Regions from separate parts of the Mus musculus genome. Here all the other regions are linked to region 4. The links are chromatin contacts, called in public Hi-C and HiChIP or PLAC-seq maps. All regions are on one chromosome and are shown on one strand. Each heading gives the region's core, a stretch centred on a gene start, on an enhancer-like site or on the middle of the called end of the contact. The rest is flanking DNA. Distances are from core to core; before and after follow the strand shown. Region 1 overlaps Gm32543 (a long non-coding RNA gene). Region 2 has its middle 170 kb from the start of Gm32656. Region 3 has its middle 100 kb from the start of Gm20125. Region 4 has its middle 440 kb from the start of Gm20125. Region 5 overlaps Gm32543 (a long non-coding RNA gene). Region 6 overlaps Gm32543 (a long non-coding RNA gene).

What was found. HiChIP or PLAC-seq counts read pairs in DNA pulled down with a chosen protein or histone mark. Hi-C and Micro-C count contacts between places; a contact is called where the count stands out from the background.
Region 1: a Hi-C map of the G1E-ER4 cell line shows a contact between it and region 4, with 2.0 times the contacts expected there. The contact joins two enhancer-like sites. A contact is called at or near these places in 3 of 484 Hi-C or Micro-C datasets (the AML12 cell line, the G1E-ER4 cell line and bone marrow-derived macrophages).
Region 2: a contact with region 4 is called in a RAD21 HiChIP or PLAC-seq map of pro-B cells, with 10 times the contacts expected there. The contact joins two enhancer-like sites. A contact is called at or near these places in 1 of 15 datasets of contacts at CTCF or cohesin (pro-B cells), 3 of 484 Hi-C or Micro-C datasets (ECoMG-derived neutrophils, bone marrow-derived macrophages and myeloid progenitors) and 2 of 115 datasets of contacts at active chromatin or transcription factors (the 230-238 cell line and large pre-B cells).
Region 3: a contact with region 4 is called in an H3K27ac HiChIP or PLAC-seq map of microglia, with 5 times the contacts expected there. The contact joins two enhancer-like sites. A contact is called at or near these places in 1 of 39 promoter capture datasets (macrophages), 1 of 484 Hi-C or Micro-C datasets (bone marrow-derived macrophages), 1 of 115 datasets of contacts at active chromatin or transcription factors (microglia) and 1 of 9 other capture datasets (macrophages).
Region 5: a RAD21 HiChIP or PLAC-seq map of pro-B cells shows a contact between it and region 4, with 9 times the contacts expected there. The contact joins two enhancer-like sites. A contact is called at or near these places in 1 of 15 datasets of contacts at CTCF or cohesin (pro-B cells), 1 of 484 Hi-C or Micro-C datasets (the C2C12 cell line) and 1 of 115 datasets of contacts at active chromatin or transcription factors (large pre-B cells).
Region 6: a Hi-C map of bone marrow-derived macrophages shows a contact between it and region 4, with 11 read pairs. The contact joins two enhancer-like sites. A contact is called at or near these places in 2 of 484 Hi-C or Micro-C datasets (bone marrow-derived macrophages and embryonic fibroblasts).

Annotation. Positions count from the first base shown.
Region 1 is chr10:17,582,510-17,586,688 of GRCm38.p6, forward strand. The region is part of intron 3 of Gm32543 (a long non-coding RNA gene); the gene reads right to left. Among named protein-coding and RNA genes, the nearest start is that of Gm32656, 75 kb to the right of the region's middle. Within about 2 kb of position 2,557, at least 40 of the 459 cell types and tissues checked have an H3K27ac peak or open chromatin away from gene starts, as enhancers often do. A contact at or near this core is called in the G1E-ER4 cell line, where this site is marked.
Region 2 is chr10:17,482,761-17,487,234 of GRCm38.p6, forward strand. No RefSeq gene overlaps it. Among named protein-coding and RNA genes, the nearest start is that of Gm32656, 170 kb to the right of the region's middle. Within about 2 kb of position 2,646, at least 89 of the 459 cell types and tissues checked have an H3K27ac peak or open chromatin away from gene starts, as enhancers often do. A contact at or near this core is called in the 230-238 cell line, ECoMG-derived neutrophils, bone marrow-derived macrophages and 1 more, where this site is marked.
Region 3 is chr10:17,198,391-17,202,773 of GRCm38.p6, forward strand. No RefSeq gene overlaps it. Among named protein-coding and RNA genes, the nearest start is that of Gm20125, 100 kb to the left of the region's middle. Within about 2 kb of position 2,876, at least 110 of the 459 cell types and tissues checked have an H3K27ac peak or open chromatin away from gene starts, as enhancers often do. A contact at or near this core is called in bone marrow-derived macrophages and microglia, where this site is marked.
Region 4 is chr10:16,649,668-16,654,067 of GRCm38.p6, forward strand. No RefSeq gene overlaps it. Among named protein-coding and RNA genes, the nearest start is that of Gm20125, 440 kb to the right of the region's middle. Within about 2 kb of position 2,989, at least 39 of the 459 cell types and tissues checked have an H3K27ac peak or open chromatin away from gene starts, as enhancers often do. A contact at or near this core is called in the 230-238 cell line, ECoMG-derived neutrophils, the G1E-ER4 cell line and 3 more, where this site is marked.
Region 5 is chr10:17,557,900-17,561,950 of GRCm38.p6, forward strand. The region is part of intron 3 of Gm32543 (a long non-coding RNA gene); the gene reads right to left. Among named protein-coding and RNA genes, the nearest start is that of Gm32656, 100 kb to the right of the region's middle. Within about 2 kb of position 2,537, at least 69 of the 459 cell types and tissues checked have an H3K27ac peak or open chromatin away from gene starts, as enhancers often do. A contact at or near this core is called in pro-B cells, where this site is marked.
Region 6 is chr10:17,517,075-17,521,048 of GRCm38.p6, forward strand. All of the region lies in intron 3 of Gm32543 (a long non-coding RNA gene), which reads right to left. Among named protein-coding and RNA genes, the nearest start is that of Gm32656, 140 kb to the right of the region's middle. Within about 2 kb of position 1,582, at least 47 of the 459 cell types and tissues checked have an H3K27ac peak or open chromatin away from gene starts, as enhancers often do. A contact at or near this core is called in bone marrow-derived macrophages, where this site is marked.

The DNA of each region.
Region 1 (4,179 bases), core at 1,307-3,806, 930 kb after region 4:
TCCTACCTGTGTGCGTTGATATTTATAAGCCTTGGTTTTTAGTTTCCTTGTAGTTGTAGAATCATGGATGGAGAGCAGAACACATTATTCCCTGTGATGGGAAATCAGTTCACGCTCAGAGAGAATGTGCTTTGCAAGGGTCTTCATCTCATGGGTCACTTGCAAAGCTATCCACATGGACTAGGGTTAAATAAAGTACATGTAAATGGTACCTATCTATTCTCAGTGATGATCCACTAAGACATGGTGGTGTAAATACAGAGCAGTATGGCCTCCTCTCTAAAGCCCCAAACACTATAGATGACTGATACTGTAAAAAGTGGTTTTAGAATAGATGCTGGGGACCAAGTATGATGGCATCTACCTCTAATCTCAGCACTCAGGAGGCAGAGGCAGATCAATCTCTGTGAGTTTAAGGGCAGGCTGGTTTACACATCAAGTTGCAGGACAGCCAGGGCTATATAACAAAGAGACACTATCTCAAAAAAAAAAAAAAAAAAGATGCTGGAATCTAGAATTCCATCAAGCTGTGTACAAATAAGGCTAAAACAAGCACACAACCAGGAACTGAAACATCACAGCTTCAGATATTTCTTGCTTCTTGGGTAGCCAGAGGTACTCAGTAATGAAATGGAGTACATTTAGGAGTAGAGACAAGACTGTCACTACCTTCTCAGATATAAACCACCAAAAGAGGAGCAATTACCAAACTCTTCCATCAAGCTCATCTTGACTCACCCCCTTTCTCGTTATGTTTCATTGTGGTGGAGTAGAAAAAACATATCCAGCCTTTACTCTTGAGTGCATGCATTTGTGAACTGCGGTGACCATTAGATTAGCCCTAAATTTAGACAAGAGAATGTGAAAGTTTATGGAACCATGTGTATAGGTGTATATCTATATTCATGTGCTAAATGCCTGTTGAAACTACAAATATTGCTAGTAGAATATAAAAAATTTTGTTCCTTCACAAAACTCAGCATGGGGCTGGAGAGATAGCTCAGCAGTTAAGAGCACTGACTGCTTTTCCAGAGGTCCTGAGTTCAAATCCCAGCAACCACATGGTGGCTCACAACCATCTGTAATAGGATCTGATGCCCTCTTCAGATGTGTCTGAAGACAGTTGCAGTGTACTCATAAATAAAAAAATAAAAAAACTTTAAAAAAAATTAAGCATGATTTCTAAGTAGAAAAGCAATGTGTACCCACACTGAAACTCCAGTTGGTCCCAGAGAAGACGTATGGGTTGGTTGCATGTCTATGTGTAGTGGACAAAATGAGATAGGAACTCTGGTCTCTGGTGAGGGCATTGGCTTCTGCCAGTCATGGCCTATTTAATAGGGTAAATAAAGATGTCCCCTGTAGTTACCATTTTTCCTAACCTCGAAAAGCAAATTTGGCTCTGCCTGCTTTCCTAAGTCATCGTGATGCATAGTCAGAACAACCTGAGCTCAGCTTCTATCTCTTTGCTAAAGAGAGGCCAATGACTTTCCCCAGTGCAAAAAGGTTGATCTTCATGACCTGTTATGAGATAGAAGCTGTTTTTAGAAGGATCTAAATGTACCATCCCTGGAACAACAAAATAAGATTGTAAGGATGATTGTCTTTGGGAAGGAAAGGCAGTTGGCTGTGGGAAGGGGTGAAAGAGAGACTGACCTTGCTCTGTGGAGTTTGTGGAATTCTATGTCTATCCTAGTCAACAAAAATGAATTGAAACTTTCTATAATAACTTAAAACCCACCCTACTTTATATGTTCACCTTTATCATAGGAAACATAGTGACGAGTTTACTCAGCTCTGTGGATGTTGCTCAGGGTGAAAGGTGTCCTATATGAACATCAGGTGGCCATGCTGGAAAGAATCAAGTTCAGCAATTTATGTGATTGAGAGGCCAGTACTGATTGAACCTGGGGTCTCTTGCATGCTGAACTAAGTGCTCTCCTGTGAGATCATATCTCTGGGTCTCTCTCAACTTTTATCTTGAAACAGAGACCTACTAAGTCACCTAGGCTGGTATTAAACTAATGATATTTCTGCCTCAGTCTTTTAAGAGTCCACTTGAGTTTACAAGTGGACACTACCATAACAAGTTCATATTTTTTTAAATAAGAAACAAGAAGTATATTACCATGTTAAACCCAATAAAGTTCCTTACATGGAAGGTACATGTTCTGAGACCCACTGTGAGTACTGGAAACTGAAAATATATCACATCCTGTGTGTGTGTGTTGTGTATTTCTATACACACATACATAGATCCAATGTTTAACTTATTAATTAGCCACAGTAATGGATTAATAACAGTATCAAAAAAGATCAATTTCAAACAATATACCATAATGAAACTTATGTAAGATGTCACTTTGTCTCAAATATCTTTTTGCTCTGGGCTCACATTTCCCGACAAAAATGCCTAGACAATGAGGTGAATGACGGAGAGATGTCACGTAGCATTGGGCTACAACAGGAGTTACTTAAGCAGAAGTACAGAGACAGTGTGATAGTCATCTGACCGTCTAGATGGCTACTAGGTGACTCATGGGCAGGTAGCATATAGAGCATGGATACCGTTGACAAATGGATGACTCATATCCTGGACTCCACAGAGAGACAGTTCAAAATGTCATCCTGTTACTCAAAATGGCATGTATTTAACATTTACAAATTGTTTATTTCAGGAATTTTCGACTTAATATTTTCAGATGGTGGCCGACCACAAGAACTAAGTTTCCAGAATATCAAACCGTAGGAAAGGGGGGCCTGTTGTACTTTGAAACTGGTTTACAATGCCTTAAACAAAAAGGGTACTTAGGAAAAGTCCTGTCACTTTTCCCAGTTCAGCTCTATTTCCTTTAACCCAATGGTTCTTAACCTTCCAAATGCTACAACCCTTTAATACAGCTCCTCATGTTGTGGTGACCCCAACCATAAAGTTATTTTCTTTACGACTGGAAGCTCAGTCGTAAACCTCCTAGCCTTTTCTCATCAGATACTGACTTGCAACAGAAAGGAACAGACAGCATCACAGTCCAGTGTTGCAAAGGTAAAATTTAAGTTTCCCTGTTTAGAAAACTCAAAGTAGAAGTTGCTATTCATGTTGTGCATCCAGTTGTCTGCTAGACTTTAAGTTCTTAGCTAAAGTCCTAGTTAAAGTTCACAGCATTTTAAGTATTGTCAAGTCTACCTATGGTGAAAAGCAAACATACTGTGGAAATGGCATTTTTTGTTGATGTGACTCTGGGACAATACTGTACATAGGTTCATGTCACAACAAAACAAAGCTGTGTCACCCAAATTCCACTAAAGCCTTGCACTGTGAGTGTGTCTCCAGGCCTGCACTGCTGTTCTATGGGGTGTCCCACCACAACACGTGTATTTATAGCAAGATGACCTTAGAGAACAGTGTAGGCCAAGCTCTGGACCATGGTGCACACACACTACCAGCATCCGTAGCCCTCAGCCCTCACTCAGAAGAGGTGATGTTTCTCAATGTTTCCTTGTTTTCCTTCTTGGTGTACTGACTTCTATATGCCTTCTTCCGTCTACTAATGCTCTGAAATCCTGGGATGATCTCTATGGGAAGACTGTGAGAGAGCATAAGTTTTTGTTTTCCCTATGCTTCAGAGAAAAGAAGATGACTTGTTAAAGACACTGTCTGTGCTAACAGTGCCCTGGCCCTGTCCTGGAGCCCACATAAGGCGGAGAGCTTTGTGGAGGAAATCACTTAATTCCAACAATAAGTGCTGTCTTGAGTTAATTGTATTAAGGAAGCAGCATCACAATGATTCATGTTACAATGAAACCATTATTGCCTAGACTCTGCCAAAAACCTTACCACAACTCATTCATGCAATTCTATTACAAATTAAGATGTCCTATAGTCTTGAAAGGAGATGTCATCTTCAAGGCCCCTGGAGAAGGGAAGACCTATGCTTCAGATCAAGAAACTGACCTGAAAACTTAAACAAAGGGAAAATATTAAATCTCTGATGATTTCTGATGAGTAAGGAATAAGGGCCACTGTCCCTTCATGTCCCTTCAGCTTTTTATAGAGGTTCAAAGAGAAGTTCAGTGAAACACAGTTTGCCCGAGGAACATGGCCAGGACCTACCAGGGTTCTCTCAAGGGAGAAGAAAAGCAAAGGGTCTGAGAGGCTGTGTGTGTGTGTGTGTGTGTGTG
Region 2 (4,474 bases), core at 1,396-3,895, 830 kb after region 4:
GCCACAATCCTTTTAAGTCAGAGAGATTCAAAACCCTGCCTCCACTTAAGTAACCAATCTGTTTAATGGATAGTAGATGGATATTAACTCAAAAGTTCAAATAAAAATTTTGGCTCAGCGCTTATGCCTCCCTCACAAGGTCTCCATTCATCATTCCAGTGAATTTATCAAGGTCCGACATGCTACTGGGAAACTTGCCAGTTCAGATACATGAACTGTCAGCACATCTCTTTCAGGAACGACTCACATTGACCAAGCTCATGGAATAGATATATAAACCTGATGGCAGTTTATTACATGTGAAGGGCAATGACCATCATGGGGACTAAAGGGCCTTGAGGTCAAAGTACTAGTACATTTCTGATGGAAAGCACACCTTTATATGTGCCAAATAGCAATTCAGTGAATGCTTGGTGGTCTGGAAATGAGAAATAATAAAAGCTAAGGAGACAAATGAGTCATTGCCCCAAGTTGAGATATCTAGCTCTATCCTACCTAGGGAAGTGTTCTATCAGCTGAACTGTCTCCTCCATAAAGGACTTCAGGGGACTTGGATGTATGGACAGAGAAACAGACATTGGAAAGTTGCATTCAACTCTGTCTATGTCTCTCTCTCTTTCAATGTTTTCACGGCTGACCAACACTTGGACTTGTGTGCTGTGGGAAATATTTAAAAAAAAGAACTGCAATATTCTGAGCTACGTCAGTCCACATGGCATCAGCAGGGTATTCTCATCTCAGCAGATTCTCTGGCCCAGAGCTCCGGAAATCTCTCCAGCTCACTAAGTTCCCACTGGCAGGTCACTACCTCGCCAGCCCCAAACTACAAAACGCCCATGGCCATTTGTGGTACACATCTGGCAAACCCACACTTTGCCTCCGTACCCTTCTCTCTGGAACTCAGCCAAACTGCCACATGAAGGAAAACACAACACAAACTCAGTTCAGAAGCAATGGTAACTCAATCACTGGGTGCAAGAACTAGAATCCTAATCTTGTAAGTCATATTAAATCTAAGTCCTCTGGTGGCAAATCCTGGTAGATCTGCCATTGAAACCGTGAGACACTAGCAGCTCCATCTTGTCCTCATGCTATCCCAGTCCAAAAGCCCCTAACTCTCTCCTACTTCCTCTCTTCCTCTATCTAACCTGGAAGTCCCGCCTACTCACCCAGTGATTGGTCCTTTCATTCATTCAGGGGAAGGTTCACGAGATCACCTGAGTATGTGACTCATTCCTTCCTCCAGACAACCCCTCCTAGGAAAGTGGAATTAACATCAAAATACAGGCATCACTAGCACCATCTACAACATGTGTGCTTTCCCTCCTTAGATATGATAATACATTTTATTTGATTTGATTTCACAAATCCTGTAAACAGTATACACACAAAGAATACAATTAGCTAGTGTAGGCCATACACTTATGTCAATGTTCAAATAGAGTAAACATCTCCTCCCTGAAAATTTCACAGACTTCTAAAGGCAATACCTAATGACCACGTTCTAGAACATACAGAAAACAGAACCTTGCTATTAGATTATTATTCACTCCAAGACACTGTTTCTAGAACTGTCAAGACAAAGTAAATTTCTTACTTTATTCATTCAACCATTCTCTATGTAGCATATGACTAAATGCAACAGCTATTTTCTGGCTGCTGGTTATCCAATGAGAGCATTGTGAGCTTGGCATGGGTGCTAGAGTTGGCTAAGAGATTAAGAACAGTTACCGCTCTTACTACAGAGGACCCAGGTTTAGGTCTCGATGGCCAAATGAGAGTTCACAACTGTCTGTTATACCAGTTTCAGAAGAATCCAGTCTTTCTCTGATCTTGATAGACTCCCACATATGTAAGGTGCACACACACATACACATAAAATAAAGTAAATATTCAGTCAAAATGGAATGAGGGCTATGTCACAAGCTGTAAGTTAGCAGCTAGCCAATGACTAGTGATGGAACTAATAATAATGATGATAATAATAACAATAATAATAGAACTGGTGTAAGGCAGCCAGTTCTAATGCTTCTAGCAAAATCACAATATTAACAGTTAATATTTCTCATGTATGCATTTAAAGTTCCAAAGCAGGACATCCTTGCTTGATTTGAGTTTCATTATATTTATATGATAGCATCAAAAAGCAGCAAAGCCATGTGTTTTGGAAACTTGTCTTCAGGAGATTCTAACCTCTGGTTCTCAGTAATCCGGGAAATATTTAGTTCTCATTTCTCACATGAGTCTGCAGCAGACAAGGAAGAAAAACAAAAGCTGGAAAAACAGAGCAGCTACATTTTTAGTACAGTGGGTATTTAGTACCGAGCTAAAAGCAGCTCTAGTTGAGGGGGAAGTATTTTGTCTTGGTGAGTCCACAGGGTAACAACGTCTTAGCTTGCGGTTTGTGGGTTTCCTTTGGTATACTCTGTCCCTCTAGATACTTCACTGTTGTTTCCTAATTTAAAATTCACCATTTCAAAATGTTCTATGTTTTCCTACTTAATGTCAGAAAATTTCCAAACTGTTCTACTTTGATAGCAATTTATTGAAAAAAAATCATGAAAATGCACAGTTTAGAGGCTTATCTCATAGGCCTCCAGCATCCGTGTGATATGTGGTCAGTTTTTGGACTACATTGCTGTTAAATCCATGTGTAATACGATCATCATTCCTAAATGTCTACATGGATGTCTACATAGGTGATATCCCAGTGGGAACTAGCCAGCACCATCAGAGCAAGCACGGCACACACTTGTTCCCAGTTTCTCCTGGATCGTTTGGACATTCTCTCCACTCTTCCTTATTCTTCCTTCCTTAACAGGATTCAACTTTTGTTTCTTCTTCACTGGAGCTTAAACCATACTGTGACAGTGTTATGGGGTTTGCCCTTCACTTCCTTTAGCTATATCTGGCATCCTCTGACTTCTTCTTTACTGGTAACAGTGTGGTGAGCAGGGCTCAAGGGTTCTGGAGTTCTTAGAACTGGACTTCAGATAAGAAGTAACGGTGTCTTAAACATCCCTTCCTAAGAAGTTCAGAGGAACTACATAATATAATACTTCCTACATGGGATTGAAAGAATCACAAAATCACTTTGCTCAAATAATTCAATTTTATACTTAACAATTAAGAAAAAAAAGAATGTTTAAGCTTAAAACCTTCAAACATAGCTTCTCTGAATCTACAGTGACTCAGTTGCCTTATAGAATATTTAGGAGTTCTATTAGAGGTTTTTAAAATGATAGTATTGGAGAATTCTGAAAAGAAAATGGCAGCACTACTAATAAAGTACAATAAGTGGGTATCAGGATTAGAACTGCAATATCATGTTAAAATTTCTACCTAGCTTGGTTGTCTGATTTTAGACATTTAAGGACTTTGGGGGGATGTTGTAGTAACTTTCCTGTGCTTCAACTGATTTCCTAAGACTTCGGGCAAGTCAATTTCCTTCAGAACACCTCGGCTTGTTACCATTTGTGAAACAGGAATGGGAACATCTCTAAATAGAACTCTCCGGAGAGTTCTGAAGTTGCTTCAAATGAAGCTGTTACATAACCAGGAAGCAGATCTTTTGTTTTTCTTCTTCTCAGGTAAATCCACAGAAGCTCTTTCAGTGGACATAATTAGATTGCCTGTTAGACCCTAGAAGTTACTTCCATCCCAACAGGGTATTGAACTTCCAGTCTGAATCGATCTTCATCATTTGCAGGTTACCAGGGCAGTACTTACGAAAGTGCACCATCTCATTCACAGAAATACGCTGATTGGGGAGTCAATAGCACATGTAAATGTTCTCCTGCAAGGACCCTGATAAATAAGAAAAATGTGGACACACTACAGGCAACTTGTGCCTAATTCCCTGTTCCGATTGTATTTTACTGCAAAACTCTTCTGGCTTCTCTCCTCTGAATAGCACAAAATAACTAGACGTATATATACCCGTATGTACTCTGTGCATATACTTATATTGCCTCCTGGAGTCCATTTCCCCTGCTCAGAAAATTGGCAAACTATCAGATTTGAGGACCAAACTGTTTTCAACATGTAAAGTTTATACAGATTAATGCTGCTCAGTGAATTATTGTGCTATCAGCATATATAGATTCCCAATAGAGTATCAAATATTGATTAAACTATATGGTAGACACATACCATCCTAGAGAAAAGTTCTGATTCTGCTCTATATACTTGTGGTACTTTATGTGCATTACGTGAGACTTGTCTCATTCTGACAAATGACAAACGGATGCATTGAGTGTTGTAGTAGCCATGATTTCAAGATGCCCAAAGCAACCTCCATTCTTCTATAATAGGTCTCTTTCCTGGAATATGAGAAGTACTAAGGAATACTGTAAGGAGAGATTCTGATGCTAACCCCATTTCCAGAGTTGGTTCTTGATTTGTCAATATAGAATCGGGGGTGGGGGATGGGGGTGGGAGGGCAATTGCTGGGCAGAGTGTACAGGTGGGACTA
Region 3 (4,383 bases), core at 1,626-4,125, 550 kb after region 4:
CTAGGCATGCATGTGATAGGAGTGTGTGTGTGTATGTGTGTGTGTGTAAAAAAATAAACAATGAAATGAAAAGACAAAGATGTACAACAAACAACAACAAATAAACAGAATAGACAGTTGAGAGAGCAAGGTCAAATTCTTCAGCATGTAAAAAAGAAGAGACAAACAAACACATCTATGATTAGAATGGGAAAATCAGGGGTCAGATTAAATTTATTAAAAAATATTTTTCTCTCTTCTAAAGAACTCAAATGTGTGTGTGTGTGTGTGTGTGTGTGTGTGTGTGTGTGTGTGTGTGTAACTTTGGCCAGCTAAAAACTATTACTGCTAATAGTGATATTAGAAATAACAAAACAAAAAGAATTATATCGAAGATCTACATGAAGATTCGTGGCTTGTGAGGCATTGTCTTAAAATTTTACTTCTATTGATCCATTCACTTTATGTCATATCCCATGCTGTGGATATTATTATGATGTCCACTGAAGAAATCTTAACTAGTGAAAGCTGGAATCATTATCATATATATATATATATATATATATATATATATATATATATATACATACATATATATATATAAAGAGAGAGAGAGAAAAGAGGTTTGTTTTTAAGAAATAGGATCCATGGGACCAATGAGTCTCAAATCCATCATCTATAAGATGGTCCAGGAGGATGGAGGTCCCGCAAAATGCTGATATTCCAGTTAAGGCCAGAGACATTGTATTGTGACATGTGGCTCATTCTCAGCAAAGCCAGTCTCCTCTCTTAGGGCTTTGAACTGATTGGATGAGACTCACCTACACTACAGACAACAACTACTTCACTTCACAGAGGGGAGGGAGAATATTGTATTGTTTCCATAATTTTCACAAATAAAGATAGTGTCTCATTTTATTTTCAATGCTGTTAAGTTGGAAAAAGATAAACCACAAGATTTATCGTGTAAAGAAAACAATATTCATTATCAGTTCCCAACCGACCTTCAGTTACAAGGAAAGACATGAACCCTTCAAAGCAGTCGGTGTAGCACAGCAAACAACAGAGTGACTGACTCTCCAGCATGGTTCCAAAGCAGAGCCCAAACAATGATTCTTGATTCTGCAGGTACAGCCAACCATGGACAACCAGAACATAGCCTCTCCACCAGCCACCCCACAAAACAAGAAATCCAAGTTTCAAGTCTACCCTCTGGAGACAGGTACGGTATCTAGAACATCTGGGCTGAACTATGGGCTACGCTGTAGTTAGTACATGATTCCATGGATATATTCTCACTGAAACAAGTTGCAGTTTATTGTCTGTAAGTCACAACACTATAGAGCCAAGTCCTGCCAGAAAGAAGTATAGACTCATTCAGCTTTCAGTTTTACATTCATAAAGTAGGCCTAGGATTTGCATTGATGGAAGTCAACACATTGTAGGATATGGGGAGATACATGTTCCAAGTCCCCTTCTCAGTGAATAGCTTTTTCTCAAAAGTGGAGCTTGGCTTTGCAAGAGATTACCTCTTGAAACCTCAAGTAAATATTTGTAAAGATTATTTTTTCTCAGTAACTGAAGACAGCATAGGGTATCCTCGCTCATAGCTTTTATCAGGCTTTCTAAGTTTACCCTGAAGCCTGGCAATGGATGGACTTCAACTGCATCCCTTGGCACACCCGCTTTTTGAGACCCCCAGTAGAGTCACTGAATTGGTACATGCTAGGAGAATAAGACTCTGCAGGTCAGTTCCTTCAGGGCAAAGCATTCAACTGGATGACAACCATCTCTGTTGCCAGAAATAGACATCAGTTAATCGACAGCATTTAAGTTAAAGAGTCTAAATTGAGGAATCACAGTTTATGTGTAACGAGGGGCATGAGAGCTGATGACTCAGAACATCACGAAGCACTGTTTACATTTCAAACACAGAGAGCTTGATTTCGCTGGTGTGAACATGAAAAAGACAAAGAGAATATGCCACACAGCCACACAGGAGGCAACATGTCTCAGCAGTGAACATTTCAGTGCCAGTGACAAAAAGAGCTTGTAGGAAAAGCTGGAGGACAAGAGGACTGAATGAACTAAAAAGGGATTTACACACAGAGACAATGGTAAAGAGAGCAGAGCCAGGCCCTTGAAGACAGGAGACAGAGAATCATACAGCATAATATCTCCTTTGCCTGCTTTCACCTGTTCTCAACAGCAACAGAAAGTGTGCCATTGGTCCACCAACCACGATGCCACGCTAACACAATCCTATGGAAGACAGAAAGGCAAATAAGGGAAATAGGGTATTGTGGGGAGGGGTGATACATATGTTATCTGTGGCAGGAGAAAATGTGAAAGGAAGATATGAAATGAAGAACTGGTTTGGTTAATGGAAGGAAAAGCCAAAAGTATCTACCAAGAGACAATGAGCTCAGGGGAAATGAAGCCCTTTCCCCAATTCTAAGAGTTGTGTCGGAACAAACAACCGCAGGCCTGCACAGAAGAGGTAGGAACGAGACACCTGGGAGAGAAAGAGCAGCAATTCACTCTTCTAGGAAACACCCCAATGGGCCTGGAGCATGGTGACGTCATTTGGCATGCAGGTGGCCTCATGTGAGACTCAAAGACATGCATTGAAAGAAAAGCAGACCAGACTGTGCAAGTGGCTGCATCCAGGACCTGCAAGCTAAAGGGGTCATTAACACACTCAGCAGGCAGAGGCTGTACCCAGTGAGTTAACGGAAGCCCCCAGGTAAAAGAGCAGATGATGACCAAATGAGAAAGAGAGAAAGGGGGAGAGGTGGGACAGGCACCAAAAGGATTGCCAAAGTAAGAAAAGTAAGAATTGGATTATACAGTGGACTAGAAAAGAGGAACTTGTCAGTTCAGTGGAAAGGGGAAGAAAAAAAAAACCTGTAAAAATAGAATAGGAAACTAGTGAGGAAAGTGGACTCCACACAGAACACTTAGCTCATTTCACAAAACTTTTACAAAATACAGTTTCATTTTCTTGGTTAAGGAGCACTGAAACTGTTAGACATCATTTCCTTCGTGCCTGTGTGCAAACTCATGTGTGAGTATTAGTGTGTGTTGGATGTCTTCTGCAGCTGTGCTAGGTCATGGCTTTTAGTGGGCCATGGGGGTCAGGGTCTCTCACTAAATCCAGAGTTCACCAATTGGCCTACACTGACTGGCCAGCAAGTCCCAGATCTTCCTGTTTCTGGCTCCCCAGTACTGAGGCAGCAGATCCAGGCAGCACATTCAGCTCTGCACATGGGGACTGAGAACTCCAGTTCAGATACTCACATGGCCAGCCCTTTACCAAAGGGGTCGTCTCCCCTCAGCCATCACCATTCCAAAAAAGAAAATAAAAGAAAATCTTAGCAAGCCCAGGTTTGAGCCTGCAACATTTTTACAGTTTCCATTCCAGGATAAGACTCAGTCTTCTTAGGCATGAGAGCAGGTAGCACACAGTTCGATCTTCCAATAGTCTCTGATAGTCAAGCATCTGTGATCCTGAGCAAGCTCTGGGACTGTAGGAGCTAATTGAGTGCTTAAATATCTTTAGAGTTGAAGACGATGCTGGAGCTGCATTGAGGATTCATTGGGAAAGGTGAATATCCATTCAAAGGAAAATCCCACCTATTGATATGCTACACTCCTTTAATTTCACCACTCTGTGCCAGAGGATAGAAGGTCCCTGTGAGTTTGAGGTCAGCCATATCTACAATGTAGGTTGTAGGCCAACCAGGGCTACGTATGGTGACATTAGTGAGACCCTATCTTTAAAATAAGATGGTTCCACAAGAGAAGATTGACTTCAGTCATTGATTGTCTTAACGTGATTTGGCTTCTCCTTCTGTTTTGTTGCTCTTGTTGTGGTGGTTGTTGTTGTTGTTGTTGTTGCAATTTTTGTGTGTTTGTTTTCTCATTCCTGCTTCTTGCTGTCAATGAGAATATCCCTGGGCATTTTTCTGCCCCTCTCTGTCAGCATCCTGAAAAGGCATACTGCTAGTTCTCATAGTACATGTTTAACCACTTCTGAGCCAAAGGACAGGTATCTGGTTTTATAATTCTTCTGAGGAAGATTGCCTTGGGAAATCATACAACACCTTCCTACCTACGAATATATTCTCTGCCTTCCTAGGTCCTAAAAACGAATGCTTTGAAAATAAGTCAGAAGCAGATTAGAGGTAGAAGTGTTTTTCTTCTGCCCTGTCTTTCCAATATTTTTAAGCCCATTATGCTTCATGTTTCTGGAAAGGCATAAGACCACATTTTTCACATCTCAGTTTTTCATGAACATAATCTCACATGGCTGAAGATTTTGCAATAGTTGCTGGAGAGGGACAGCATGTTAGTGTTCAGCTGCTGTGGTGGTGCAGTGTGTGTGTGTGTGTGTGTGTGTGT
Region 4 (4,400 bases), core at 1,739-4,238:
AGGTACTATAGATTTGAGGGTGGGTCAACTTGGAGCCCTGGATGTGGGCCTGGATGGTAGCTGAGCTGCAGCAGCTCGCTCTCCCTTATCTGTGGCATTGGTGCAAGCTCTCCAGCACTATGCCAGCCAGGCCACCCAAAGCTGCCATAAGCAGGAAGCAAGGTCAATTTTCCTCCTGTCATGTCTTCAGCAATGACTCATCTGCATCTCCCCAGCCATCTCCACTGTGCTTCCCAGTCAAGGCACAGGGCCCACTCTCCCAAGTGAGCAGCCCACCGCGGGGGGGGGGGGCAGGGGGGCAGCTTTCCCTCTATCATACCTTCTGGGCTAGCTTATTGGTACCTTCCACCACCCCCTTCAATCAGGACAAGTTCCTGTCCAGACCAGGTGCAGTGCCCCTTCTCCTAAGTGCTGCAGCCTGTAAGGGACATGAGCAGCTTATCTGCTCTCATGACCCTGGGGCCAATTCTCCTGACTGTAGCTGGTGTTGAAAGATGAAGGACAAGAGGCAGGGAGGGCTTCACCCAGCCCCCAGTCACTTCACAGAGATGCTTTATGGTGCCAGCTCCCCGAAGTTTTTGCTGTGGGGCTGGCTCAACTGTACCCCCACCACCATGATCAGCTTTGTTGTGCTGTCCAGGCAAGGTACAGGTCTGCTCTCCCAAGTGCTTCAGCTCATGGGGGCATGGATAGCTCTCCCATGCTCATGACCCTGTGGGCAGCTTTTCTGACTGTAGGGGGGGGGGTAGCCTGTCATGGCTGCATCCATGCCATCACACAGCTAAAGAGTGACAGGGCCAACTCTCCTGAATCCTGCCACATATGAGATGCAGAACAAGCTCCCCAGAGCACTGCACCCAGTAGAGGGCAAGGACTGTTTAGTGCATCTGCTGGACATCTAGGTGGTCCCAGTAGCTTCTCTGACCGAGGGTATCCCCTTGTTCTCTAGTGATAATAGCAGCTACGGATGTGAATACCACCCCCTGCCTCTGCATAGCCATGGACCTGATTATGACCCTCAGTGGCAGCTTTGGCTAGGACGTCATAGTCTCAGGTGGTGTAGCTACTCACAGCAACCTACTCCTCTTCACTCTCTCCAGTTCCACCTCTCTTCTAATGGTGGAGCTGTTCCATACCTCCTTCTCTCCCACCTGCCACTGCACATTTACACACTGTGACAGCTTCCACTGCAGGCTGGCCATGCAGTTGGTGGGTCCCTGGGTAACACCTTCTTCTGTCCTTGCTGTGTGGTGTACCAGCAAGCAGGTGTATATGTGCTGCCTATACTGTGTACCAGAGTGCAGTATGTGGATGGCATGGTAGTCCACAGGACTGTCTCTGTTTTCCATCTTACTTGCTCCACTGTGTCGTGGTAGGCGACTGTGTGGCTTTGGTTTCCCTGTGCCATGAGCCAGAGGGCAGGTCTGTGGGTATCTTTCCCTGCCCACACCTCGTGACATGGCAGTCTTCAGGTCTCTGCCTGTCTTCCTCCTCCTTCACTGGGCTGCCTGAATTTGATTATTTGATTTGATTTGATTTGATTTTTATGCATCCTAGGCATTAAATAAATTTGGCCACCTTGCCAGGCATCAAGGTAGGATGAACAAATGACTGCCATCTGCTCAGCTCCTGACTGATATAAGAACACCACCCACAAAACATCCCTTTGCACATTGCCAAGAGATATTTTACTTTATTCTTAAAACAGAGAAACAAGAATAGACAGAACTGAATGGATACATAAGCAAAAATATAGCATAATCATATCATCATCATCATTGTTATTTAATCTTTTTCTATACAGTCCAATCATTATCCCCCTCCTGATCTGCCTTTCGACAGTTTCTCATCCCATTCCTCTTCCCCTGTCTCCCAAAGGATGTCCCTACCTCTTCCCTTCACCAGACTTCCTAATTCCCTGAGGCCTCAAGTCTCTTGAGGGATAGGAGCATCTTCTCTCACTGAGACCAGACCAGGCAGTCCTTTGCTTTATATGTTTCATGGGCTTCATGTCAGCTGGAGTATGCTGCCTGGTTGATGGCTCAGTATCTGAGAGATCTTGAGAGTCCAGGTTAGTTGAGAATGCTGGTGTTCAGATGGGGTCACTCTCCTCCTCAGATTTTTCCAGCTTTTCTCTAATTCAACCACAGGGGTTCCCGACTTCTGTCCATTGGTTGGGTATAAGTATCTGCATCTGACTTTCAGCTGCTTATTGGGCCTCTCGGAGGGCAGCCATGCTAGACTCCTGTCTGTAAGCACACCATAGCATCAGTAATAGTGTCAGGTGTTAGAGCCTCCCCTTGTGCTGGGTCCATCTCTATATCTACAATAGCTACTTGTGAGGTTGTAAAGGATACAGTGAATCTCAATAGAACTACCAGTCCATATGATCAAATTAACTTAATTATATTCTCTACCAACCTCCCATCTCTCATATACACATGAGGATGTCAGAGAAAAAGGAACAGTAGTCTACCAACTAGGTCTTCAAACTCAGATCATCAAGCTTGATGTTCAGTACTTAAACCCACTGAACAATCTCACAAATACTGCAATTCCTTTTTTTAAGAAGAATTACTTCATTGTGTGTCAAGATCAAGTGTAGCATGATACATATTGCTCAGTGCACCTGGCAAGGTATGCACACACACACACACACACACACACACACACACACACACACACGTTAGAGTCAACAGAACAACCTGAAGAAGTCTGCTCTCTTTCTAACATGATAACTCAGGGTCAGCAGGCTTGGCCGCAAGCTCCCATACCTGTTGAGTCATCTCACGTTCCTCTATTTAACTTTTCTGGAAAATTTCATTCCAAACAAGTATCTGTTAATTCTTAAACTCATGTGGAGCTTTCAGCAACATTAACAGTTTTCTACATGTAAAACGCCATTATGTAACAAACATAAACAAACAGGAACTCTCCACAAATGCTTCTAGAAAGAGGAAGTGAAAGAGATCCTTCCTACTGCATTCTGTGAGCTTAGCATTTTCCTAACATCCGATTCAGAGACAGATGATCAAGAAAGGAAACCACAGACCCACAGTTCATATGAAGATAGGAAAAATTAAACTAATGAAATTGTAAGTCAAATTTTGTCACCAGAAACTTCCAGCCATGGATTAGCAAATAAAAAATCTCAAAACGTACAATAAGAATTCTGCAGCACTGTACAGATAGAACCATTTAAGTATACACATTGGCACAACATTTGAAAATCTAGCATTTCTATATCAACAGACTGAATAAAGTAAAACTATGATCACACTAACTGATACAAAAATGCCTTTGACAATACCCAGTGCACATTTACTATGAAAAATCATTAGCACACCAGGTGTAGTGAAGACATCTTTAAATAGGGCAAGAAAAAGAATTTAAAAAACCTATAACAATCACTGATCCCACCCTTGACACTCAGTAATGAAGCAAAAACCTTGCCAGTTCCCTGATCACATCCAATTGAATTGTCAAGCTCAAGAGAGGTACTACCATACCACAAGGAGAAATGATAAAATCAAGCTAAATAGACCTCTAATCCCAGCACTTCAAAGGTGGAAACAGAAGAGTCATGATTTCAACATAAATCTCCAGTTCACAGCATGTTTCAGGGAAGTCTGGACTCTATAAAGCCTGTCTCTAACAAAATAAAATGTTTAAAATGTGTGAAGATGAAAATATTTAAAGAATTTAAAGGGGTTGTTTGTGGCAACATGCGACGGTAACCACTGAACTCTGGAGGCTGTGCTGGAATAATTAGAAGTTTTCCTGAAACTCCAGACATATAGAGAATTATTGGACTCCTGAGCTATGTAAAATGCATGGGCACAGGAGAGCAACCATATTCTCAGGGGTACGACTCATGTTGATGTGGACAATTCTAACTCAAACCATTGGATCACAAAAACAAAAAGGAAAAAAGATAAACAAAAAAACCAAGGAAGTAGAAGTGAAATTTAGGAAGAAGAGATTTGCCAGCAGAGGATGTTAGATAAGAGATAATATAGAGATCTTGGGTCCCGGATCCCTCAGAGACTAGTCTGCACAGAAAAGAGTACAGAATACAGAAGCTACACAACTTCTGGGACAGGTAGAAGAAACACAGCTTCTGGGACAGACCCTGTTCCAGGCCTTCATCTTCAGCCAGGAGGCAGGTCCTAACACCAGATATCTGTGCACCTTCCCTGCAAGAGGAGAGCTTGCCTGCAGACAGTACTCTGACCACTGAAACTCAGGAGAGAGCTAGACTGCCAGGTTTGCTGATAGAGGGAACAGAATCACAGGAGGAATAAGCTCCAACCAGAGACAACTATAACAATGAACTCCAGAGATTACCAGATGGCAAAAGGCAAATGTAAGAATCTTACTAACAGAAACCAAGACCACTC
Region 5 (4,051 bases), core at 1,287-3,786, 910 kb after region 4:
CTTTGGAAAAGATCTTTGATCAAGAAGCAATAGTTAAAAGCATAACTTTGTTCTAGCACTAAGAGGCTGAGAACCCAGATATGGGAAAGAAAATATTCCTAGTGATAGCAACCCATCCCTACCAACACCCCCATCAATTTTCATTTAAATGTACACCTGTTGTTGTGTGATTTGAAAGGTGGCAGCCAGGGAACTCCCTATTGTGTTGATCTGTTTTTTTCTGGAGATACACTCTGATGTCATCTTTCATCATCTCAGTCAGTCTTTCCCCCTCCCCTGAGGAGCATCCTTCCCCATCAGGCTGTGAATAGGCACTCCCTGGGTCCTATACATCAAGGAGCACAAAGAAACTTCCCTTGCCTCTGCAGCCTCATCCTCATATGGTAGCTTCGCTTGATTCCTGAGAGTCCTTCAGTAAACTCACTGCTGTAAATGGCGAAATTATTGACTAGACTCTTTCTTAGTGACCGCTTACCAGAAGGAACTCCAGTGAGGGAGAATGAATACCCATAATGCCTGAGGGGAGAATAAGTCCCACCGCAGAACCAGGAGCTCTGAAGGGAAATGATGAATCCTTGAAAATGGGTCTTTCCATTTTGTAAGGGCACAGGTGTCTAGAACCTGCCTCAAGCCATCTTGACAGTTTTCTGAAGTTTTGAACTCTCAGCAGCATGAGGAGAAACCACACATTGAAAGTCCCAGGGTGTTTCTGCCTGCTTCACTCTGCCTGCCACAACAATGCCAGGATGTGTCTGCTCTTCCTCTCAAGTCAGACAGTTTGCCATTGGCCGAATTGTCAAAGTGGCCCCTTCAAACCCTCCCTTAGCCTTCAGACATCTCCAAGAAGTCCATCATCAGAATTCCCTACCAGATGCTTGAGTCTAGGGCAATGAATGCCTCTCCACACCTTCAGACCACTAGAGGAGCCATTTCTCGGCATGGAAAGGAAACACACATGGCATGGATATCAAAGGAGTGTCCTCACTCATCTGCCCACAGAGGCAACATGTTACATCAGATGAGAGGATAGGTACAGAGTCACACCTACCTTCCTAGAATGACTACTGCCGCAGTGTCTGCATTTATCATATTGTCCAGGCCACCGTTTCTTTGCCTGTGTAATGGGGACAATGTTGTTTGCAGTGTGGGGCTGTGAAAAGAATATATAGGAGCAGCTTAATAAATAAATAAATAAATAAATAAATAAATAAATAAATAAATGATGTAGTCTCCATGGTAGTTTCCTATTCCAATTGAGCATTTAAATTAACTACAGTCATTAATCCCAACAGAGAAAAAGGTTTATTTTGTATATAATTCTTACTTACATTCTATTTTATCTAAGCTCTAGGACAACTAACCCACGAACTTGCATCCCCCAAGACCCAGCAGTGGTTTCTGAAGCTCTGACTGCATATACAATTTTGGAAATGATTTCTAGGCAGAAAGGAAAATGGAGCCCTCTTCTTAGGAAATTAAAAGTGTGAGCTTGCCCTGAGAAATATTTACTTGGAGTGTTCAAATCAATTATTCTATGACTTTCTAACCATCGTCCAACTATTTACTCCATTAGAAACATCACACTAGGGGAGGGGGGCTAGCATGGACTTTTCTCAGTATATTGTAAGAAACCATCCTTAATGTTTTCAGGGATATTCTAGTCAAGCGGCCCCTGTAATGTGATTGCAAAGGACTTTCCCAAAATGGCCTAATTTATCCATGCAGCCAAAGAATGAAAATCTGGGCCTATAGCATAAGCCTCTAAGACTTTCTGAATACAAAAATCCATAGCTTGAACTCAAAGAAATAAAAAGACTCAGCACCAGGCTTCAAATTCCTGAGGTGGGAGTGTTGCACAGATCTCAGCATGCTGACACAGCAACCGGGCAGCTAAGCCAAGGAAAAGAGGCAAGGGGTGGGCATGGAAAAGACAAGAATAAAAGAAAGAGGGTTCCAGCTTCTTTCGTTTTTATAAAAGAATTTCTCAAAATTCTCGGCCTTGGGTGAAGAGTGGATCAAATGGTTACTTTTGAGAAACTTTTCCAATCCAGTATCATAATAGAGTTGGGCAAAATGATGTTGTTTGGGGCCCCCAATGGGAAATCATAAATTCTGGGTTATTAATGGTACTTTATGTACTGCTGGCTCTTAAAAACATTTTTCTGTTCTTGAGTCATGACGGAAGCTACAGCTTGAATTTAATTGTTCAATTTGCTTTTTTTTTTTTTTTTTCTTTCCTGGGTGAGCCAGCATTAGACTTGAGGAACTGAAAGTTTATACAGTTAGCAAGACTCCAGGGAACAGAGCTCAGCTGAGCTGAGCCAGTGAGCACAGCGCCAGAGATTATCTACCCTCCAGGAAAACGCAGATTCAGAAAGAAAGAGGGTGATTAGAAAGAATGGCAAAATGTCTCCATTAGGTTGGTGGGTCTGCCTTTCAAAATAAGAGAAACAAACCAAACAGAAAGCTTCCTCCTTGAAGTTCCTTAACTCCATTTTGATGCTCACTTTGGCTCACTGTTAGACAACTTACATTGTCCCTTAGCAGCTGTGCAAGATCCAGTGAGTCTTTAGGGAGGCTGCGGCCAAGAGTTGAGAGTTTAAGGGAGCAGAAAGGAGATCTCTGCTCACTAAATGATAGGCTGTGCGAATGCTGATGCTTTTTCAGCCTCTGTGCCTGTAAAGAAGATCTCTTAACTCCGGCTGTGGGCCTCACCCTTGTTTGTGTACCATGTTTTTGATGTTTTTACTTGAGCACATTTGAGTTAGACTTGAAGGAAACCAAACTTGTCATTTTCCCCAATCCACACAGAGACTGAAACAGAGTGAAATACAAGACATGGTGTGTCCTCTGTGTGTGTGTGTGTGTGTGTGTGTGTATGCATGTATCTCTCTGTGTATGCATGTGTGTCTGTGTATGTGTATGCATATGTGTATGTCTGTGTGTGTGTATATATGTGTGTGTTCAGGCATGTGTGTCTGTGTATGTGTGTGTATATGTGTGTGTCTGTGAGTGTGTGTGTATCTGTGTGTGTCTGTGTGCATATGTGTGTATCTCTGTATATGTGTGTGCATATTTGTATATGTGTATGCAGGCATGTGTGTGTGTCTGTGTGTATGTGTATGTGTGTGTGTTCATATGTGTGTGTGTGTGTGTGTATCTCTGTGTATGTCTGTGTGTGTGTCTGTATATGTGTGTGCATATGTGAATATGTGTGTATATGTGTGTGTGCAGGCATGTGTGTGTGTAGGCATGTGTGTGTGTATCTCTGTGTCTGTCTGTCTGTGTATGTGTGTGTGTGTCTATGTGTGTGTGCAGGCGTGTGTGTCTGTCTGTGTACATGTGTGTGTGACATGTTGAGCATCCTGAAATCTAATCTGGCCATTGAAAATCCCAGGCTGCTTTTTCTCAATTGTTAGATATTTTCCATCCAGATCTATAACAACGTCAGGTGCAAGTTTTGAGATTTACACAGACAGTGAACTAATATATTACAGGGATCTGAAAAAAAAAAGGACAAACAAAAATTACCTGAAGGGATACTGCACTATAGTCTCAACCCTTTCCTATATAGAGACACCGTGAGCTAGGGCTTCCTGCTCCTTTGGGCCCCAACTATAGATGGGCCCTGTCCTTCTGGGTTGAATTCCTCACTATTTTCCTGTGTCTGAATTTCCTGTAAATGATAAAACTGTAAAACAAAGAGTCATAACATCTGGACCTTCCTGCTTGGGACTTGATGAAGATAAATTGAGTACTAACAGGAAAAGACGGAAGAGCCCCCGTGACAGAGGCCAAGCTCATTCAAAAGGAAGAGCATTCATTTGACTGTGCTCGTGGCTTACTTAAAAACCAATGAAGAGGCAACGCGAAGGGCCCCTGAAGCCATCCCGGTACTCCCTGCTTTCTCTCAGCTCCAGCCTCAGCAGCCTAGAAGTAACTTGCCTCTAAAAACCAGTAAATCATTACTAAACATTGGTATTTTTATGGCACCTAAAAGTTTGGAATCCCCAGGACCACTCTGATAGAACCATAAAATTATTTTCATTGC
Region 6 (3,974 bases), core at 332-2,831, 870 kb after region 4:
AAACTCAAGAAGAAGGAAGACCAAAGTGTGGATACTTTGTCCTTCCTTAGAATGGGAAACAAAATAACCGTGGAAGGAATTACAGAGACAAAGTTTGGAGCTGAGACAGAAGGAAGGACCATGCAGAGACTGCCCCAACCGGGGACCCTTACCATAATCAGCCACCAAATGCAGACACTATTGCGTATGCCAGCAAGATTTTGCTGACATGACCCTGATATATCTGTCTCTTGTGAGGCTATGCCAGTGTCTGGCAAATACAGAAGTGGATGCTCACAGTCATCTATTGGATGGAACATAGGGCCCTCAATGGAGGAGCTGGAGAAAGTACCCAAGGAGCCAAAGGGGTCTGCAACCCTATAGGAGAAACAGCAATATGAACTAGCCAGTACTCCCTGAGCTCGTGTCTCTAGTTGCATATGTAGCAGAAGATGGCATAATCGGCCATCATTGGGAGGAGAGGCCCTTGGTCTTGCAAAGATTATATGCCCCTGTACTGGGGAACACCAGGGCCAGGAAGCAGGAGTGGGTGGGTTGGGGAGCAGGGAGGGGGGAGTGTATAAGGGACTTTCAGGATAGCATTTGAAATGTAAATGAAGAAAATATCTAATAAAAATGTTTAAATAAAAAAGAAAAGAAAACTAAAAAATAGTAAGTAGAATCATCACAGGTAGGAGACTGTTTCTATACTTAATAAGTAAAAAGGCCCAGCTGGTCCATTATATTTTCAACTTGAAAGGTATAATTAAATAAAATCAGTAAATAATGATTAAGCACTTCTGAAGAAAGTCGTCAAGACATACATTGATTGCAGCATGTCGTTAGGAACACACATGAGCTCATAAATGGTTGCTGACACTTCTGAGGAAATAATTACCCTCTCTGAACAGTTCTGGGTCCAGCACCAAGCCACCAAATGTTCCCTGACAACTTGAAGTCAAACTCGTGATGGCCAACATCCAACTACATTCAATGAAAATTTTAACATAGGTAGCAGATTGTAAGACTTGATTTTGTTTTTTGAGCTACTTAACGTAAAATTCATTCAACCCCTTTGGTTTAATAAACTCTTAATGGCTTTAGTGCCTTTAACAGAAAGACCACTGGCATCTCAGCCACTGACATGACTTACAAAATAAATTGAGGACTTTAGCATGCAGTTAGTGATGGGGAACCGTCAGCAAACAATTCCCCTGAATCTATTACTATTGAATGTATTGTGGTTGGTATTTTTTTTTAATTCTAATTTATTAGAATTTAGTGACAGCTTACACGGACAGATGCAGCCATTTCAAACTATAGAATCCAGGGGACATGGCTTTCTCTGGCACATTCTTAACCTTAATCTTATAGATTCTAGAATATGCACTCCTGGATCCTAAACCTCTACCTCTAATGAATAAGATATCCAGCTACAGATTCTTGCCACGTTCTGTTGGCTCTCCCACAGCCTCAGAAGAACTGCAATGAGACATCAGCTTCTAAATCTTCTAAGGTTCCCTTTGGGAGTTTACAGAAGTGCTGTGTGGCAGTAGGGGCATTTCCCCATATGCAAGTGTTGGATGCGGTCCTATTTACTTTAATAGAGGGAAGAGCTTAATATGAAAGTCCTCACTTGGATATTGGGAAATAGAGAGCATCTCTGGGTGTCACTCTTTGTTCTAGTTTCATTTCTGATGCGGTGACAAATCTCCAGAACAACAACAATAATAAAAAAAAAAATTAAGGCCTTAGTCAGCTTACAATTCCAAGTTACAATCCGTTCTCTCGGGGACTGTGACTCAAGTTCTCAAAGCAGGAACTTAAAGCATCACAACCACAGAACAAAGCAGAGAAAAATAAATAAACGCACAGATCCTCGCTTGCTTGCCCTGCCGACTCAGCTAGCTTTCTTCACTCCTAGACAGTTCAGGGCCCAGCCCATGAGATGGTGCCACCCACAATGAGCTGGCTTTTCCCACTTACCAATCAATTAAAAATGAAAACAATTCCCCACAGACATACCCACAGGCCTACCTGATCTAGATCATCTCTCATTAAGATTCTGTTCACAGCAACTGAAGAGATGGCTTCGAGGTTAGGAGTACAGACTGCTCTTGCAGAAGAACAGAATTTTGATTTTCAGTGCCTATTTTGGGCAACTTATAACAACCTATGTCTCAAGCTTCCTGGGATGCAATGCCTCTGGCCTTTGCTCACACTGGCACATGGGTGTACACACCCACACAAAGACACATACACAGAATTAAAACTAAAATAAATATTTGCTTTAAAAAAATACGCTTTTCCAGGTCATTACAGGTTGTGCCAACATAAAAGCATCAACATTCGTATAGCTGATGGCACTAAAGATATCAAAACCTAACTTACAGACGCAAATTACTTTCTAGTAATTTGTACCTGAGGTGATGCCTTGAACTTGACTTTAACTCTGATCTTTGAGGCATGTAAACAGCTTAAGAGTGTCTCTAGTTTCTCACTGAGCCGTGGTCCACTTCAGTGAATTCAAACAACCGTCAGAATCAATTTGAAATATGTCAAATATATGGTGTGACTACATGTAAATAAAAAAAAAAAGCGTATAAGAAATTACATCGGACTTGTTATCTAATCAATAGTGCCAGTCCTGGTTAAGATCCCTATTGCTATGATGATACACCATGACCAAAAGTACATTGGAGAAGAAAGGTAAGTTGGTTTGCACTTCCACATCATAATCATCACTGAAGGAAATTAGTGCAAGAACTACTGCAGAGACCATGAAGGGATGCTACTTATTGAATTGGTCCTCGTGGCTTTCCCATCCTTATAAAAACACAAGAGCATTAGCTTGGGGTTAATGGGTTGGGCCCTTCTCCATAAATCACTAATTACAAAATGTCCTATATCAGTAATTCTCAACCTTGTTTAATGCTGGGACCCTTTAACACAGTTCCTCATATTGCAGTGACCCCCTAACCATAAAATTACTTTGTTTGCTATTTCATAATTTTAATTTTGCTACCATTATAAATCATAATGCAAATCCTTTTGGATACAGAGGTGTGTGTGTAACGGGGTCTTGAGTCACAGGTTGAGAACTGCAGCTCTGCAGGTGTGCCTGCTAACCAGTATTACACGGAGGTATCTCCTCGGTTGAAGCTTCCTTCCTTCTGATGACTTTAGTTTGGGTCAAACTGACATAAAACCAGCCAACACAGTTTCATTTGTCCATTTGCACATTAATATGTTACCATGGAAAGTTTTATCATTATTTCTAATAAAGGGTAAAACCGCCTCCCAATTTACCCCCCCCAACTGACCCCACTTCTCCAGAATCAACATGTCCCCTTCTGCTTCTCCTCACTCACCTTCTCCAATGAGCACACTTTCCTCTGAAAATGGTCTTAGAACACCTTAACCATATAGCTCTGTGGTGAATTCCTTAAGATAGCACTACTAATCCTGTACATCTCAAGAGAAGAAAGAAAATAAATGGATCTCAGACAGTAAGTCTTCCATGAATTTTAAGAGGCATTTGGACAGAAAAAGCTGTCGTCTGCTGAGCTCCAAGTAGGATCCTGGACAAAATCCTCTTATATCCAGTCTCCCACGTGTTCTCTCTTCCCAGCCATTACAGTGGCTGTTTTATTTGATTGTAACAATTTATTCAAGTCTGTTTCCTCTCTTAGGACCATTTTGTCTCCTCTCTAGGACACTGGCCTTGTGAATATAGCTGTGTCTTTTTTCCCCCCAATCTCTAGTTCCACAGTCCAGTATGATGCCTAGAACACGGTAAAAATTCAATAATTCTTGCTGAATGCCTCAGTGAAAGGGTTGGGGTAATGGATGGGCAGACAGACAGATGCTATGTAGAATAACATTGTTTTGAGGACAAAGGTTATATTTTGACAAAACTAATTTAGTGTTTTCTGAAGCATATTTTTGGAGTCCAAATGACTATTCTTGATGGAATCTCTCTAAACAGGCCCTCA